Linked DNA regions of Sus scrofa: region 2 is linked to region 1. Evidence: chromatin contacts called from public Hi-C data. All regions are on one chromosome and are shown on one strand. The core of a region is the stretch at or near the end of the contact, and the rest is flanking DNA. Distances in the headings are between cores, read along the strand shown. Region 1 overlaps ANKS6 (ankyrin repeat and SAM domain-containing protein 6). Region 2 has its middle 18 kb from the start of NR4A3.

Evidence for each region. A called contact is a pair of places that touch in the nucleus more often than the background predicts.
Region 2: a contact with region 1 is called in a Hi-C map of embryonic fibroblasts, with 2.6 times the contacts expected there. The contact joins two enhancer-like sites. A contact is called at or near these places in 1 of 47 Hi-C or Micro-C datasets (embryonic fibroblasts) and 2 of 2 datasets of contacts at active chromatin or transcription factors (alveolar macrophages and skeletal muscle).

The regions. Positions count from the first base shown.
Region 1 is chr1:240,574,512-240,578,484 of Sscrofa11.1, forward strand. ANKS6 (ankyrin repeat and SAM domain-containing protein 6) reads right to left here. Exons shown (of 13, transcript XM_013993702.2): 2 at 913-1,409. Among named protein-coding and RNA genes, the nearest start is that of ANKS6, 7.9 kb to the right of the region's middle. Within about 2 kb of position 2,205, at least 29 of the 83 cell types and tissues checked have an H3K27ac peak or open chromatin away from gene starts, as enhancers often do. A contact at or near this core is called in embryonic fibroblasts, where this site is marked.
Region 2 is chr1:241,553,267-241,557,239 of Sscrofa11.1, forward strand. No RefSeq gene overlaps it. Among named protein-coding and RNA genes, the nearest start is that of NR4A3, 18 kb to the right of the region's middle. Within about 2 kb of position 2,350, at least 5 of the 83 cell types and tissues checked have an H3K27ac peak or open chromatin away from gene starts, as enhancers often do. A contact at or near this core is called in embryonic fibroblasts, where this site is marked.

The DNA of each region.
Region 1 (3,973 bases), core at 955-3,454:
GTATCAAACTTTTCTACACTTTCTTTTTCACCAATTTGTCTGAAGACCTTTTCTTCCAATGTTTACCTTTCAGCCCTAGAGGCTCACGGGCTACAGCCCAGCCACTGCCATCAGACCCATCACAGACAGAGGGTAGCGAGGCTGCGTCTGGCTTTGCATTTCATGGTTCTACTGCACAGGATGAACTAGAGGTCTTGAAACATGATAACGTCCTGTGGCAGATTTGCTAAGGATTGTTTAGACATGCCTTTAAATGCCAGAAAGATGGCAAAAAGAAAAAAGAAACAGGACACACTAATATGTGTTGAAAAACTTCAAAACTGAATTTTATGTGAATTAGTCTCTGGGGACTGGTCATTGGCAGCTGAGGTTGGGCACACTTTTGAAGAGCAGGGGTTGGCAAACTGCCGTCCTGGGCCAAGCTGCCCCTATGCCTGTTTTTAGAATTAGAGTTTTCCTGGAAAACAGCCCCACCCACTCACTGACATATCACGTAGGCTGCTTTCACTCTAGCAGAACTAAGTTGTTACAACCGAAACTGTATGGCCCACAGAGCCTAATATATTTATTAACTGGTTCTTTACGGAAGAAGTTTGCTGACCCCATTCTAGAAGAATCCCAGAAGCGCCTATGCCAGAATCATCTGGTTAGGGAGGGGGCCTTGCTCTGCAGGTTTCCAGGCTCTTCTGAGAGCTACCACATCACTCTCTGGAGGGTGGGCCAGGAACCTACATGTAGCAAACACCCTACGTGGTTCTCACACATGGTACATCCTAAGTCCCACTGCCCTGCAGGCGACTCTGATTTCCGCACACCATACTGTTTGGGCAACCCTTAGCTTTCGCCATTTAAACAGAATTTGGGGTCCTCTGGGAGGCCATGGTGGGGTGGGTGGTGGTGGAGCAGCCTGACCTGTCTTGGGCCTGACGGTTGTCAGTGGGTCCAGGTAGTCCACGAGGTCCCTGTGCCTGCGGTCAAGTGCCACCTCGAAGGCGGTCTTCTCCAGCACGCTGAGGTGGTCAGGGTTGGCCCCCTTCTCCACCAGCTGCTGAGCCATGCCAAGCCTCCCGATGAGGGCCGTCAGCATCAGTGGGCTCCAGCCCACGGTCCGGGCCACGTGGTTGGGGTCTGCACCCCATTCTATGAGCAGACGCACCACAGCCTCATGTCCATGCTGGATGGCAGCCATTAGGGCAGTGATGCCCAGCAGCTCGTCCCTGCTGTCCCCCACCTGCTCGCCTAAGGGTTTGTGATGGTCCACGAAGGCACCGGCTTCCAGGAGCAGCTTCACCACGCCCAGGTGGCCACCTCGAGAGGCCACGGTGAGCACACTGGCCCCCAACCGGTTCTGGGCATTGACATCAGCCCCATGATCCAAAAGGAGGTGTGCCACGCTCACGTGCCCAAATCTGCCAGGAAGATGGAGAAGTAGTGACACTCAACATGGGACAGTGAGGACACAGCTCATGTAATTATTTAATCACAAATTGTTAAATTATTATTGAATCATTAATTCTTAAAGTTGTAATAGCTGCTTATAATAAAAGGCCTTCTCCTGGTGCCAGGCAGTGTGCTGGTCCTGCATATACACTATCACAAAGGCAAGTCACTGCCCCGTCTAGGTTTGAATCCAGCTCTGCCATCCACTAGCTGTATGACCAGGAGAAGGAACATTAGCTTCTTCGTGCCTTCATTTCCTCACGCCCCAAACGGGGATATGATTACATCTACTTCAAGAGCTGTGAAAGATTGAGTTAATATATATACAAACATATAATCTACATAAAGCAGCTAGAACAGTGCTTGGCCAAAGGAAGCACCACAGACATGTTAAGCATTATAATTGCAATTATTAAACATTTTACATTACACAATGTGCCAAGGTCACCCAGCTGGTGAGGGCGGGGCCAGGGTCAGAACCCAGGTCTGTCTGAATCCCGCTGCCCTCCTGCGTTCCCCCTCACCACACTGCTTCTCCCAGCACAGCGAGTTCATGTGATTTTGCTTCAGAGCCTGGTAAGCTGCCTCTCTGCCTGGGCTCTGCTTCCCCATCGCAGGGCCCGCGTCTGACTCATGTCTCCCCTCCCCGCCCCCAAAGACACATGCACAGAAGGTCCTTCCGAGATGAGAGAGCCGACCCCATGCCAAGAGGTGTGGTGAAGCTGTGGTCAGCAGAGGCGGACTGGGGCAGCTCCTGCCAGAGACCTACTGCCACCTGCTGGCTGGAATGTCCCTTGCCAGCGGCTGAGGATCCGGCCTGGGCCAGACTCCCCAGGGAGGCATGAGCTGCAGCCCTGCTGAGACGCTGGGGAGACAGACAGGCAACCACCAACTCTAATGCCAGGAAGGGGAAAAACAGATGCCTCTTCCCAACAAAATCTCTTCCGTCTTCTGCCGCCAGAGGGCAGAAGAATTCCGTTTTGCAGCGTTTTGCGTGGGCACACTCTTTCTGGGCTCAGAGGTAGAAGGAGCCTTGGACTAAAAGGAAAGAACGACAAGAGAGGGGCCGGCGGTGCCAGGTTTGACAAAACCAGAATGCCTGCGCAACATCAGCATCTGCGAGGCAGCTTTTGCAATGACTCTATGCGGCGCTCCTCTCCTTTCCGGAAGTGGGTTTTGTCCCTCATCGAAGCCCAGGGCCTCCCTCCTCCCCGTAGAGGCAGAGCCAAGGCTGAACTCTGGTCTGAACTTACAAATACCTTCTGGGATGTGAACCTGAACCGCACTGGGTCACTCAGCTGGTGGAGCTGAGAGAGGGAGAGCTTGGTGAACGGGCTTCCTCAGCTGCAGCGGGACTGGGCTGGACAAGCCTCTTCTCCAAAAGTGGACAGAACGCAAGTCGGAATGAATAAACTCGAAGGCAGAGAACGGAAACCCCGGCGTCTCTCTGCCCATCCTCCACAATGAGACTCCCCAAACCTACATCTCATGGCTGCTCCCCCACTTCCCACTGCCCCAGAAAGGCCTGCTGACTTTGCCAACCTCATTTCCTCCCAAGTCCCCGGCTGTACCCCGGCCACACTCACCTGCACTCACCAGTTACACTCCTCTCATGCCTCTGCCATCCTGCAGCTCTGACTAGAGTCCTCTCCTGTCCCCGTCTACCAAGCACAACCTTTATCCTGCTGCAGGACTCAGATCTTAGCTCCTCTGAGCAGCTTCCAGACCCACCCACCGCTCCTCATCTGTTCAGGGGCCCCTCACTTGAGCAACCACAACCCGCTGTCCTCACTCCAAGTGATGTAGAGAGCCTTCCCTCTATACGGTCTTCCTATTAGACTGGATACTTTCCAAGGACAAGGCCCACAGCAGAAGCTCAGTAAATTCTGCCACAGGAATTAGTGAATGAATTTGTTCTCTACTCCAGCAGAGGAAGATCCAGACACAGGCAACGGACCTGGCTGAAGAACTGGTATATCCTCCGCTGGAGTAGAGAACTTTAAAAATTTAGTCATCAAGCCTGAGATAAAATCTAGCATAATCCTTGACAGCAGTTAACAAGGTACAGACATGTTTTTATCCAGTGGATCTTAATCCGCCCTGAGATTAACCGATAATGCCTATTCCACAGGTGAGGAAACTGAAGATTAAAATGGAAAGCAATAATGCAGGGCCTCTCGGTTTGGAAGTGATAGAGTCAAAACTTGAGCCTAGACCCTAAAATCCCCAACCCCAGTTCTTCGAGTACAACAAACTCACAGAGGAAAAAAAGGGCTGAATTTGAGCAAACATGCGAACATCTCGAATGCTTTCCGAACTCATGAATAGCTCAAGAGGTCATTCAATTAGGCTGAAAATATAATAGGATTCAGTGAAGGCTGAGATAATTTTGTGGATGCTAAGATTCTAACAGGTAATTACTGAAGATAGGGGAGCTCAGGGCTTTTGGAGCAGCTGCTAAGATTACCAATTAATTTCAGCAATTAACACCTGTGTTGAAAGACCTGGCACTCACTCTGCTCTCAGAGCACTG
Region 2 (3,973 bases), core at 1,100-3,599, 980 kb after region 1:
GAGTTCTGATAGGAACCAAATGAATGTGAAATGTATGGGAAAACATTCAGTATACTGTAAAATCCTTTTAAAATATGATTTATTACTCTTATACTTTATCTGGAATTTCAACTGAGTTTTGGAGTACAGTCTTTTTATTCAAGCCCACTTGCTGCAACCCTTTACACAAGTCAGTACCTGTCTAATTTTAGCAATGCCAACATTCTATCAATTTTTTTTTTTTTTGGTCTTTTTTCCATTTCTTGGGCTGCTCCCGCGGCATATGGAGGTTCCCAGGCCTAGGGGTCGAATCGGAGCTGTAGCCACCAGCCCACGCCAGAGCCACAGCAACGCGGGATCCAAGCCGCGTCTGCAACCTACACCACAGCTCACGGCAACGCGGCAACGCCGGATCGTTAACCCGGCAACGCCGGATCATTAACCCACTGAGCAAGGGCAGGGACCGAACCCGCAACCTCATGGTTCCTAGTCGGATTCGTTAACCACTGCGCCACGACGGGAACTCCCTCTATCAATTTTTAATAGCAAATTTTATAGAATTAAGCTATCACTAACGTATATAGTTCCTCTTTAGTGTTAGGATTTAATGAAGGTCTAATTACCACTAACCTTATCATCCCATCCATTTCATTCCAGATATCTTCTACTACTGTCACAATAATTTAGTAAAGAGACCATATAATTGGTTTATTGCCTTCAAATACATTAACAAATCAGTTCTAACTGATTTGCCTTCAACAATATCTGTTAACTCACTTAATCATAATTCTTTCTCTAGCTGACCTTAATTACTCCATACTGAATTTTTCTCAGCTAAAAATGAACCATTAAAAACCTCTCGCTCCTATTTTCTGGTTTTCCCCAATAGGTGGATCCTGATCTACTACCAGGCTTAGTTCTTCTTTGCTCTAATCAAGTATATTTATGAAATATAACCATACACTAAGGATATTAGTTCAAGCAAGTTATGCACAAAAGTTTCATAACTATAATCTCACTTTATCCATGTACAAGTCAATATTTTCTAGAGAATTTTTCCATCTTTATTTCACAAGAAACATCATCAAACACATTCCAAACTATTGAAAGGCTAGTTCTACCGCAGCTTCAAATTTCTTTCCTTCAGAGCAAGAAAGTTTGACATTAAATATAAAGAATTCTTCCCAAACAGAAGTTCAAAACAGTAAACACTTGAATGGAATTTTGAGATAATCAAAAGTGTAATAATTACTTGCAATTATTATAATTAATAACACATATCCTAAAGACGTCCTTCAAGAATGCACTGTGTCCCTACCAAGCCAATGAGTTGTGAGTAATAGGTTATTTTAATATACTTAACTTCACTACCAAATGTAAATTAAACATTTAGTTCTCAGGATGACCACTAAAAATTTCAAATCAAAAATTATACTTAGAAAATCCACAGCAATTGTTTTACATAAATACCAGATGAATCCTACTCTATGGCATTATCCATAACTTTGAATATAGGCTTTGCCCTCCTACAAATGGGTTTATAAGGATACCTACTGCATCACCTTAGACCAATAAGAAATTTAGTAACAATGGAGTCTTAATCCTTTGGTCTCTAAATGGCCTATTAAAAGTAAAGTGTGAACTGCTTCCAAAAACCGTGGCCTCCATATTTTTCAGACAATGAGACATGTGCAAATACAAAAATACTATTTATATTGTGAAATGTGTTAATCCTTCTAATCAGGAAAACTGGAACTAATGAATTTCCTTAAGGATGTTAACTCCAGATTTTTCAGGGTACTTCTATTTATTTATTTATTTGCTTTTTAGGGCTGCACGGGGGGCATATAGAAATTCCCAGGCTAAGGGGTCAAATCCGAACTTACAGCTGCCGGCTTACACCACAGGCACAGAAACACCACATCTGCACCACACCCGCGGCCCACACCACAGCTCATGACAATGCCAGATCCTCAACCCACTGAGCAGGGCCAGGGATCGAACCCGCATCTTCATGGATACTAGTCGGATTCATTACCACTAAGCCACAACAGGAACTCTCCTCAGGGTACTTCTTAAGAAACAAAAAACATCCTAAGAAACTATCCTTTCCTGAGTCGCTCTTAGCAACCAAGTGTAGAATCTGGCTCCTCGCCACTAGAGGGGGTGTTTCTTCTATTGGTTTCACTTTCCCCTAATTTGGCTTACCAGAATTTCTGGTTGAACTAGAAATAAGCCTCAAGATCAACATCCTGACCTTTATTTCCCCTTCATATTGTGTGGCCCTTTCTTTTTATTTCAGTCTGTAAGCTATCACTAAAATATCAACTTCAATCCCTGATTATTTGTATTATCACGCCTCAAGTCATATTTCACTGCCTTTTTACAAACAGACTAACAAGCTACAAAGAGCTGATTCTAAAGACTCTGATATTACTTCTTTTGAAAATAATCCAAAAATCCAACCAAGCTTGCATATTCTTTTTCAGTAAAAAAGGTTTTTTTATTTGCCATGTTCACATGACTTCATTTGAATCACAATAATACTAAGGAAAACATTGAATTAGGAACAAATTCCACAGAAGAAACTCAATGTCTTAAAGTGACTTGTCTGAGATTTCAGGTAGCAAATAGTGAAGCCATAATGAAGACTCCAAGTGCCCCAATCCCTAGACATTTCTGGTGCTACCTGTTCTATGCCATGAGTAAAAGACACTAGATAAGAAAATGGACTGAGGACTGACCTACTCTTACTTTTTGCCACACAAGTCTAGAGCAAACAGCTGTGTGATTATTTAACTATTATTCCTGGCAAAGATTATATACATATTAGGAATAGTCTCCACTGACCATAAAGTCAAGTCACAAAGTGAGAAAGAAGCAGATGAGAGAGATAAGGGAAAAGAAGGGCTCATGGGAGGAGGAGGAGATGAAAATAAGTCTATGAAACAACCTTAAGTCCAAGCATAAGATGCAAAGCATGAAAGAATAGGGACCAATATGCATCAAGAAACCAGAATTAGAATCAGGAAAAGAAAGAATGAACAACAAACAGAAGCAGTCACACCACCAGATATTCAAATGAACAAAAGGCCCCAGAAGAGATGGTGGGTGCTGGCTGGTTTGTTGCTATTTCCTGTGAAGAACCCTATTCTAAGGCCACAGTCCTTCAGAGAAGACTGAGACAAGAATTGCCCAGTTAGAATGTGCACCCACTTTCTGAAGCCAGAAGATGGGGGAGGGTAGAGCCCCAATAAAAGGAAATCTATCAAAACAAAATCAAAACCGCCTGACGTGAATCTACTGAGGATAAAGTGGGTATACATCAGGGGGGGGGGGCGGGGGGGGGGGGGGGGGGGGGGGGGGGGGGGGGGGGGGGGGGGCGTGGGGGGGGGTGGCTACAGCTCGATAACCTAGCTGGAACTATATGCCGGAGGCCAAAATAGCAAATAGCAACAACAACAAAACAAAAAAAAAAAAAAAAAAAAAAAATACTATCATAAGAATGCTTTTGGCTTCAAGTGACAAAATCACAGATCACACTGGCTTACACAATAAGGAACTGTATTATCTCACAGAACTGGACGTTCAGAGGAACAGCAGACCAAGTACAATATAATCAGCAGTTCAGTAAGGTCATCAAGAGCTCAGGTTTCCTCTCTCTCTCTGGTCTGCCATCTTCTAGAGCAGCTTCCTCCATAGCTAGTTTCTCTCATTATTCTAAGATGTCTTGTGCAGTTCTAGCCATCATATTCAGACATATTATCAGAGAAAGAAGAGGCACCATCTCTTTTATCTCTTTTTAGGGTCAATAAAACCTTTCTCAGAAGCACTTGGGCCCTCCTTCAGACTTCCCTTCACATCTCACTGGCCAGAATAGTTATAGGCCATTCCTAACCCTTCACTAGCAGAGGAAATGTTATTAACTATGATTGCTTAGACTAATCATCTAGCGTGGAATGAATGCAGGATAGTCAATCACCAAGTCCATACC